Linked DNA regions of Sus scrofa: regions 1 and 3 are each linked to region 2. The links are chromatin contacts, called in public Hi-C and promoter capture Hi-C maps. All regions are on one chromosome and are shown on one strand. Each heading gives the region's core, a stretch centred on a gene start, on an enhancer-like site or on the middle of the called end of the contact. The rest is flanking DNA. Distances are from core to core; before and after follow the strand shown. Region 1 has its middle 40 kb from the start of AKAP13. Region 2 overlaps AKAP13 (A-kinase anchor protein 13). Region 3 overlaps LOC106504496 (a long non-coding RNA gene).

Region 1 (2,899 bases), core at 340-2,839, 220 kb after region 2:
AAGATTGGAAACAACCCAGTATCCAACAGTAGAGAATGGGTTAATTAAATGTGGTACCTCCATACAATGGAATATTGTGCAGCTGTAAAAGGAAAAGAATGAAGAAGGTTTTAATGTGCTGACACAGAAAGATCTACAAGATATCAAGTAAAAACAGCAAGACACAGAGCAGTATGTATATAGTATGCCATGTTTTGTGAGAAAATGGAGTCAAAATAAGAATATATTTCTCGGGAGTTCCTGTCGTGGTGCAGTGGTTAACGAAACCGATTAGGAACCATGAGGTTGCGGGTTCAGTCCCTGGCCTTGCTCAGTGGGTTAAGGATCTGGCATTGCTGTGAGCTGTGGTGTAGGTTGCAGACGCTCAGATCCCACGTTGCTGTGGCTGTGGCGTGGCTACAGCTCCGATTCGACCCCTAGCCTGGGAACCTCCATATGCCGAGGGAGTGGCCACAGAAAAGGCAAAAAGACAACAACAATAACAAGAAAATCAAACAAACAAAAATAATATATTTCTCATTAACTGGTATGCATAAGGAAATGCTGAAAGTGTCTACATAATAAGGAACACATGATGGTAGTTATTACCTGTGTATGAAGGCAACTGGATATTTGGGGGTCATGTGGATGAGAGATTTTTCTAGGCTTTATGATTTTGAATGATGTGACTGTATAATCTATTTATAAACTAAATCAAATAAACAAGCATCATAGCTCTGTCACTTTGTTACCAGCCCACCCTGGAAAATTACTTAACATCTCCCAGTCCTGATGTTGACATCAGGGAAATGGAGATATTTATATTCGCCCCCCTGGCCTGTTAGGTCACTAAGCAACTGAATGCAAAAAGCACTAAGCAACTGAATGCAAAAATTTGTGAGCCTGGAGGGGTGCTCACAAATATTGGGTGATTTCCTTTCCCTGTGGAAGTGCCAGTGCCTCTCTGTCCTGCGACCGGATTGTGATTCACTGGTTCAGAACTTTTCAGGAAGTATTTCAGGAGCAATTTTCTCTTGCTTGCCTTGTCCTGACTGAGTCGTCACAGGTTAAAAAAAAAAAAAAGTCCAATGACCTTAAGAATTCAGTGGCCTTTGAACACTCTTTTAGGCGGGGCAGCCTCTAGAAACCTCTGCTTCATTTCCCAGATTGGTTGATTTCTTCCACTTGGGTTCCTCCTGTAGCGTCAACTCAGGCCCAACCTCCAGGGGAGCAGTCCCAAGGCTCAGGTGCCACGCTGGGAAGGAGTCTGCCTGCCTGAGCTCTGAGGTTCCTTCTCTCTCCACCCTTGCTCCACTGCTTTCTCTCCAAATCCATTCTCTGGGCTTCAGAATCCCAGCGGGGTCAGGGGACTGTTATCAGCGGACCAAGCTTTCAGCCCCAGGGGAGTCCTGGGGAGAGGCCCGGCAGTCGGAGGAAGGGCTCTAAGAGGCCACCCAGCATCCCACCATCTGTGATGGAGGGGCTACAGCATTCTCTGACTTCGAGGCCGGTGTTTGATCTGCCTCCGGCCTTCGCAGAGAGCCGCAAGCACAGCGCGGAGGTTATGAAAGAACACAGTGCTGGCTGAACACACATTCGCTGGAGCCCTTTCGGTTTTCGGGGAAGGGACCGAGCGCGGCCTCTAGCGGCCTCTCCTAGACCTGCTCTCCAGAGTCTTGACCCTTGTGGATTGTTCAACTGAAACTCGGCCACAGCTCCGTGGGAAAGAGGCAGCGGGATCGCGGGACGTTGTCCTCGGAAAACCTTCCACAAGCAGAGTCGTGGTCTGTCCTGCAGGCAAGCGTGTGAATCCGGCTAGACCTGCCTCCCGAACGGTCGAGCTCCAGCGCATTCACAAGGGCATCCAGAGCTCCTCCCCCTCCTCCTCCCTCCAGGTCCTGCGGGTCCGACTCCTCCCCCATCTCTGTTCCCCTCTCGTCTCAGTTATCAAGTGCTGCCTGCCGCACCTAATCTCAGGCAATGATTTGCAGCACTGGTTGCTGCATTCCTTCAAACTCTCCTTTGCAAAGATTCTGGGACCTAATCTTTCTTTCTTTTTAAAATTTTATTGGAATATAGTTGATGTACAAAATTATGTTAATTTCAGGAGTACAGCACAGTAAATCGGTTATACATATATCCATTCCTTTTCAGATTCTTTTCCCATATACTTTATTACACAGTATTGAGTAAATTTCCTTGTGCTATACACTAGGAGGTACTTAATATTTCTTCAATGAATCAATCTGGGTAAGTTGAATGAGGACTTTAAGTTGAAACTGATCCAGTCACCTTAGTCTATTTTCTAAGTTATTTAAAATATACAACATTGACTTTTTTCTCGTTACAAAATTTTGGTACTATGGAATGCTGTGTTGGAAATACTGATCAAATCAAACTCCCTGATTTCATGGAAGATCAGTATAAATCTTAACTTTGTTCCTTATGAGAAAAAACCAAAAACAAAAACCCACCAAATACTTGTGCCCTCATTGGGTGCATGAAGCAGTTTTAGGTACTAGCACTACATTTTCTTGAACCCAAGGTGGATCCCTTTAAGGGCAATTAAAAAGATATAACATGACATTGATTTTTTTGCACACATTCTTTCAAATTTCTGTTTTCTATATTACAAGCTACCATCCACAGAGGGTCATAAATCCTCTGGAGAAGTCATATGTTACACCACGTGGTTTGCTTTGCATCTGTTTTGCAGCTGTTCACTTTGCAGTTTTATTTTGCCTTTTGGAAACCTTAGAACAGTGCTTCTCAAACATGAATGCGCATATGAATCACTTGGGGGATCTTGTTAAAATGCAGATTTTGAGTCAGGAGGTCTGGGGAGGGCTGAGATTCTTCACTTCTAAGGAGATGCCAGGTGGTGCCAATTCTGCTGCTCTGGACACCACACTTAGAGTGG
Region 2 (2,985 bases), core at 210-2,709:
ATTTGGCTTTGCCAACAGCAGTATATAAAAACAGAAGCCAATGCCATGGGGCTCCTTCCAAGTCAGGAGTTAACCTCTGTCTCCTCACTTACAAAACAGTGTGGTTAAATTCATGAATGAAATGTGAACTTTCTAGAAAACACCCTTTAGTCTGAGATCACACTCAGGTGCTTTTTCTCGAGGGCAATGTGACCGGGGTCTTTCCCCAATCCTGGCTATTTTCTGAAGAAAGCACCAATTTCTTCATCACTGGCTACTTCTCCCTGTTCTTTGAAGCCATAAGCACAGAGCACATATGACTCTTCATAGCAGAAGAAGTAACTCGCCCACACATATGAGCCAACCCCAAACCCAGAGATACTGTTGAAACTTGATTTTCTTCTCATTCTCCTTCCTAAAACCTTAAAATCTTAAAAATAATTTCTTTGCATCATTACTGTATTGTGGACTATTAAAAAATCAAAGTCTAAAAACTTCCTGGTTTCTGTCTTTTTTCATAAGGTACCTCTAGACACAAGCCTTATACAGTTCGTACTTCCTTGGGTTAATCTGACTACAGAGCCAGAAAGAGAAATAATTCCAGCCCATGTGGCCAAAGACGCAGCACCCAAATGAAAAGAACATAGCCAGGCATCAGCTTACAGCCACTCCCATTCTTCTAAAATGTCAACCTGCCAGGGCCCCCAAAATAGACTTGTTGTTGTGCCTTATTTTAAAAATTAGAGATATTCTTGTTTAAATTCTGAGAGAGCGGCCAACAAATTTCTGTCACGAACAATCCAAAACATTAATAAAACAGAAAGCCTAAAGTCACTAAAAATACTGCTAGGTTTCTGAAATCCCTCAACTAGAAAAATAGATTATAAGTGGTTAAAAACCCTTTATCAGCAAAAATGACCACTGTGTTTAAATTGCTCTTTTTCAAAACCAACTTCTTTCCTTATTCTTTTTGTTCATTTCTCTACATGTCCCACCCCCACATTCTTAACACATACTACAGTAAAGGGGTTTTCAAAAATTAGAACAGCAAAAACAAACAATAAGAATAAAATAGGTTTCTTACCTACAAGAGCCTAGGGCAAGCATGGAGATAGGTCCTCTGACTATACCTGGTAACAGGTGGTGGTCTCAAAGTGTTAATCAAACTGACCTTGAACGACTTCAGGAGTCAATACCGAGTCAGACTCCAGTTTGAGCTTCAGCCTCAACCCCCAATAAGAAGTTTTATTCAGATCGTTTATTTCCACTGAGCAATAGTGGTTTCTTTTCGCTCTCTCTGGACATGGTTACCCATAGATGGAACAGGCTGCTGTGTGAGCAATCTGCTCGGTGCAGCTGCTTCACCAAGATAAGCAGACACAACGTCTGCCCTGTGACAGCAGCTCAGCAGACTAGGCTTGGGCGGAAATCCTGCATCCTATCCCCTGTGCTGTGCAGGGTCCTGAATTCCCAGACTGCTGCCCAAGAGCAACAGGCAATGGAACTGGAGGTCTGCTCCTCAGGCAGGAAAAGGAGGGAGTTCCCTTCCCCCTCAGCCTCCACCAATGACCTAATACCACCATTTGGGATGCTGGGCCACTGGCTCAGAATGATACTTACAGCTGTTCATGAAACTACTCTGACTCTAAATTTGCTCAGGACAGAGACTAGAATGATAGGAAAAGAAAGGAGTTTCAGGCTTGATATTAAAATACACTTTTTCAACAATGTTTGTTGTGGTTCTCCAGAAAAAGGACTAAACCATGTGAATAAAAACATCTGCTAAATTCCTTTATCATTGTAGAACACCTGGGATCTAGCTGCTGTTTTCCAGGTTAGGAAAGTCACAATTGCTCCAGTGTGACAGACAGAGCATTTATAGGCTTTAAGCAATTAAGCCAGGAGTTTAGGATACAGGAAGCAGAATCTGTCCAACCCTGAGATGACGTGCCTCTCTGAGTGGTGCTGACTAGTAACCTGGCAACCTATCTAATGAATACAAGCCTTCTAAACAAAAAAGACCTATATTTTTACCAGCATATCACAGAGACTCTTAAGGGAATTTGCTTCTCGACCAGTTGATTTTATTTTCTGCTGTGCTTACCTGTTGTGGCCCAGATCCCAGGACAGGCGAAATAATCTTCTCTGGCTCCTCCCTTCCAGCAACGCATCCTGTAAGGTTCTCAGAGGCTTCTCTGCAAACACTGCCCATTGGTGGGGTCTCCGCAGGCTGGACAGCATGCGCCTTCCCTGGAGAAGCACTCTCTAGCTGTTCAGTCTCTGGGCCTGACTCGGAAGGACTGGACAGGAACACATGACTGATCTTCCCCTCTGTCATCAGTGCTCCCGAGGCCTTGACTCGCTCTATGACAGCATCCACTATACGACTAGCAGCCTCCTCGATAGAGCCTGCTTTCTCAGGCGGCAGCGCAACTTCAGCAGAGACAGCGCAGAGCACAGGGACAGCACCCCTTTCCCTGCCTTGGGCCTGGTCACCACGGCCTGGGGGCCCTGTCTCTGTGGGGGGATCTTTGGCAACAGGCTGCAGCGGGATGTGATACGCTTCCTCACCCCTCTGTGCCTCCTTGGAGTCGCCCAGACTACAGCTGCCACCTGCTCCCTCCACCTTCCCCTTCTCCCGGCCCAGTGGTTCCAGCTCTGGGATTGCGGTGTCCTCAAGACCAGTCACACCTTTGTCTAGTAAAGCTCCTGGCACACCCAGGATCATATTCTTCTCTGGGCTCAGTGAGACTGGTGGGATCGGCATGTCCTCGGTGTGATATGACATATCCTTTCTTCTGGCCCCAACGGTGCCTTGTAGGGCACTGACCATGGCACCATCCAACGCCACATTTCCACTCACCTCACAAGCAGTGGTCTCCTGGGACTGAGTGCTTTTCACTCCAACATCCAGAGCAGGAGACTGACTGCCGTTAAGAGTCTCAGACCCATCTGGTAACAGACTTGGCAATGGAGGTGAGCTGCTGTGCTCTGCACCCAAGGCTT
Region 3 (2,841 bases), core at 16-2,515, 240 kb after region 2:
AACAAATTTTTTTTAAATTTTTTTATGGCCATACCTACAGCATATGGAAGTTTCTGGGCTAGAGATTGAATCTGAGCTGCAGCTTTGAACTATGTTGCAGGCGAAACAATGCCAGATCCTTTAGCCTACTGTGCCAGGCTGGGGATCAAACCCACACCTCCACAGAGAACCTAGCCACTGTGGTTGGATTCTTAACCCACTGCACCAAGGCAGGAGCTCCAAAAACAAATTTTAAAATGATTTATTTTTTGGTTAAATATGTGGAACTAAAATTCTAGGCAACAATAACATGGAAGGTAGGGAGGAAAAGCAAGAGCTTAAATAGTTTAATATCCTAATAATTTCTTTAGGTCAATGATGTATGTTAAACAATTAAGATTATAAATTAAAAGAAAATAAATAAAATCTGTAACTCCCTATATGGTTAGGAAGCAGAGGAAATACAGAAAAGAATCTCCTTCTCCTACCACCCCCCTTCCAAAAAAAAAAAAAAAAAAAAAAAAGCAACAACAACCAAAATGGGTAGGAAAAGAAAAACATAAAACAACAAAATAAGAATGGTGGAAATAAATTCATGTATATTAGTAACATGGAAAATGTAAATATTCATACAATAGAAAACCACATAGAAGTAAAAACAAACCAGATTTATATGTATCAACACAAATAAATGCTAGAAACATTGTGCTGACCATATAAAATAAGATTCAAAAGGACATACACAGTATGGGACCATTTTGTGAATTGCATAATGATACAAAACAATGTTATATATTGTTCATAGATACAAATATATTTAGCAAAATTGTGAATGGAGGAATACATACCACTTTAGTGATGATTTTTTTCCCCTTAAACAAGAGCATTAACTCTGAAACAGTCATGACAAAAAGTTCATGTGTTATATCTGGGTTGTTGGTAGGTGAGGGTCTTTTATATTTATTTCTGGGCTTCTTTGCTTTTTTAAAGTATTTAGGGATCACAAAAATTAAACACTAAACTTCTGTATTTTCTCTTTAATCACATATCCCCCAGGACACAGGGAAGATAACAGTTCTGCTCTCACAGATGCTGGTTTAGGTAAGAATGTGTGCTATTCTTTGTTTTCTTCCCCTTCCAGATTCATGCTCTGCCATGCTGAGTCCTCTGGACTGCATAACCCAGGGTCCATTGCCAACTTGCTTTCAGGTCATCCAGGCGGGTTGAGGAGAAGGAGGGTGGGATAAAAAGAGAACTGGGTGTTTGTTCTCTCTTCCGGCTTTAGCGTCCTGTGGCTGTTGTTGCATCCTGCCATAAGTACAACTCCTGCTAGACAGCCCTTCCTCCATGGTTCCTGCTCTCACTGGGCTCTAAAAACAGTATTTCCTCCTCTTGTCTGGAGAAGCCCTAGGGGTAGTAAAGCTTCTCAGCATTGCTAATCTCCAGATGCCTCACCAAGCCTTGTGTGTTCCCTTTACTGTGCAGGAAACATTTGTTAAAGTCTTTGCTGTTTGTTTAAAAAAGTCCCTTTGTTAAAGTCTTTGCTTTTTGTTTGTTCCATAGAACTTCTCTGCTGTAAGTGAAAAGATGGATTAGGTGATCTTCTCCACATCTTCATGTTATCTGTGCTAAAACAACGTGTCTTGAGCATGTATGGTTGACAACTTGATGGAAAGGGACTGTGACTGACATACACAGGAAGACCTTCTCTACTAAAATCTCATGCCCAAGAATCTTATGATTCCTTGAACAGTACCAATTGCGTTTTATGATTTGTTTATTCATCTACTCAATTAATTTTGATTGTGTATTGTTCTATACCAGGAGCTGTGCTAAGAAATGGGGATACATTGTTGAACAAAAGGGAGACCTTATCCTTAGGGAGCTTATAGTAGTCAGAGGGAAGATACACATTTTTCTAGTATGAGGAAATATGACAAATGCAAGGATGATGGAAGTAAAGAGTGCTATGGGTGTACCCAGGAGGGTTGAATAACCCAGTCTTGTACCATCAGGGAGAGTTTATCAAAGGAAATAACATCTAATCTGAGACCTGAAGAATAAATTCTAGTTAGCAGGATTAAGGAGAATAGCTGGTCAGAGGGGCATGGGTTTTCATTTTAAAATATTCTAGGCAGAGAGAAAAACAACTTGGGCTAAAACCAGCCAGGGATAAAACCTTTTGGGAAACCGAGAGACTGCAGAGGAGCGGGGGAGAGAAAAAGGAGAGGAAAGCAGAGGTCAGATCACAAAAGGCCTTATAAGGAATATTAAGTGCATGGGTCTAATTATGAGGACAATGAGTCATTAAATCTTTTTATGTAGACAGTATATGATAGAACCACATTTGCATTTTGGAAAGATTACCCTGAGGATGAAATTGATGTAAAACTAGGACCAGAGAGGGGTTCTCTTAGGAGGTTATTGCAGTAGTTGGGGCCAGAAAGGATGAGCTGGACTTGAATAGAGACAGTGGGGCTGGAGAGGCAAGACTATGTCTCTAAGATGGTTTGAAGCAGGCAATCCAAACCTGCCATCCTATCACATTCAGGCAGTTGCTGCCGTTATAGTCCAGTCCTGCCAAATGCAAGCTGTCATCTCCTTGTTTGATTTTGGGTAGGCCTGTGAACTCCCTAGGGGCAAGGAGTATTTTGTATTCCTCTGTGTGTCTCTAGTATCTTGGAGATGCTCAGGGATCGAATGTTCTTGAATAAGTGAGTCTCAGCGACATGGTATTTTTGATACAGTGGTTGTCCTCATGACCTTCCAGACCCAACTTTATTAGGAAAGGTCAATGACAATCGTGAAAATCAACATCTAGAGCTACTTCAGCCTGCACATTAAGGTGTGAATACTTTCACT

The links. Promoter capture Hi-C pulls out the DNA fragments that hold promoters and counts their contacts. A called contact is a pair of places that touch in the nucleus more often than the background predicts.
Region 1: a promoter capture Hi-C map of liver shows a contact between it and region 2, with 4 times the contacts expected there. The contact joins two enhancer-like sites.
Region 3: a Hi-C map of heart right ventricle shows a contact between it and region 2, with 2.9 times the contacts expected there. The contact joins two enhancer-like sites. A contact is called at or near these places in 4 of 47 Hi-C or Micro-C datasets (embryonic fibroblasts, fetal heart ventricle and heart right ventricle).

The regions. Positions count from the first base shown.
Region 1 is chr7:87,848,076-87,850,974 of Sscrofa11.1, reverse strand. No RefSeq gene overlaps it. Among named protein-coding and RNA genes, the nearest start is that of AKAP13, 40 kb to the left of the region's middle. Within about 2 kb of position 1,589, at least 73 of the 83 cell types and tissues checked have an H3K27ac peak or open chromatin away from gene starts, as enhancers often do. A contact at or near this core is called in liver, where this site is marked.
Region 2 is chr7:88,070,090-88,073,074 of Sscrofa11.1, reverse strand. AKAP13 (A-kinase anchor protein 13) reads right to left here. Exons shown (of 38, transcript XM_021099912.1): 7 at 2,091-2,985. Among named protein-coding and RNA genes, the nearest start is that of AKAP13, 180 kb to the right of the region's middle. Within about 2 kb of position 1,459, at least 30 of the 83 cell types and tissues checked have an H3K27ac peak or open chromatin away from gene starts, as enhancers often do. A contact at or near this core is called in liver, where this site is marked.
Region 3 is chr7:87,825,570-87,828,410 of Sscrofa11.1, reverse strand. LOC106504496 (a long non-coding RNA gene) reads left to right here. Exons shown (of 4, transcript XR_002345980.1): 3 at 1,036-1,080; 4 at 1,543-2,841. Among named protein-coding and RNA genes, the nearest start is that of SV2B, 60 kb to the right of the region's middle. Within about 2 kb of position 1,265, at least 10 of the 83 cell types and tissues checked have an H3K27ac peak or open chromatin away from gene starts, as enhancers often do.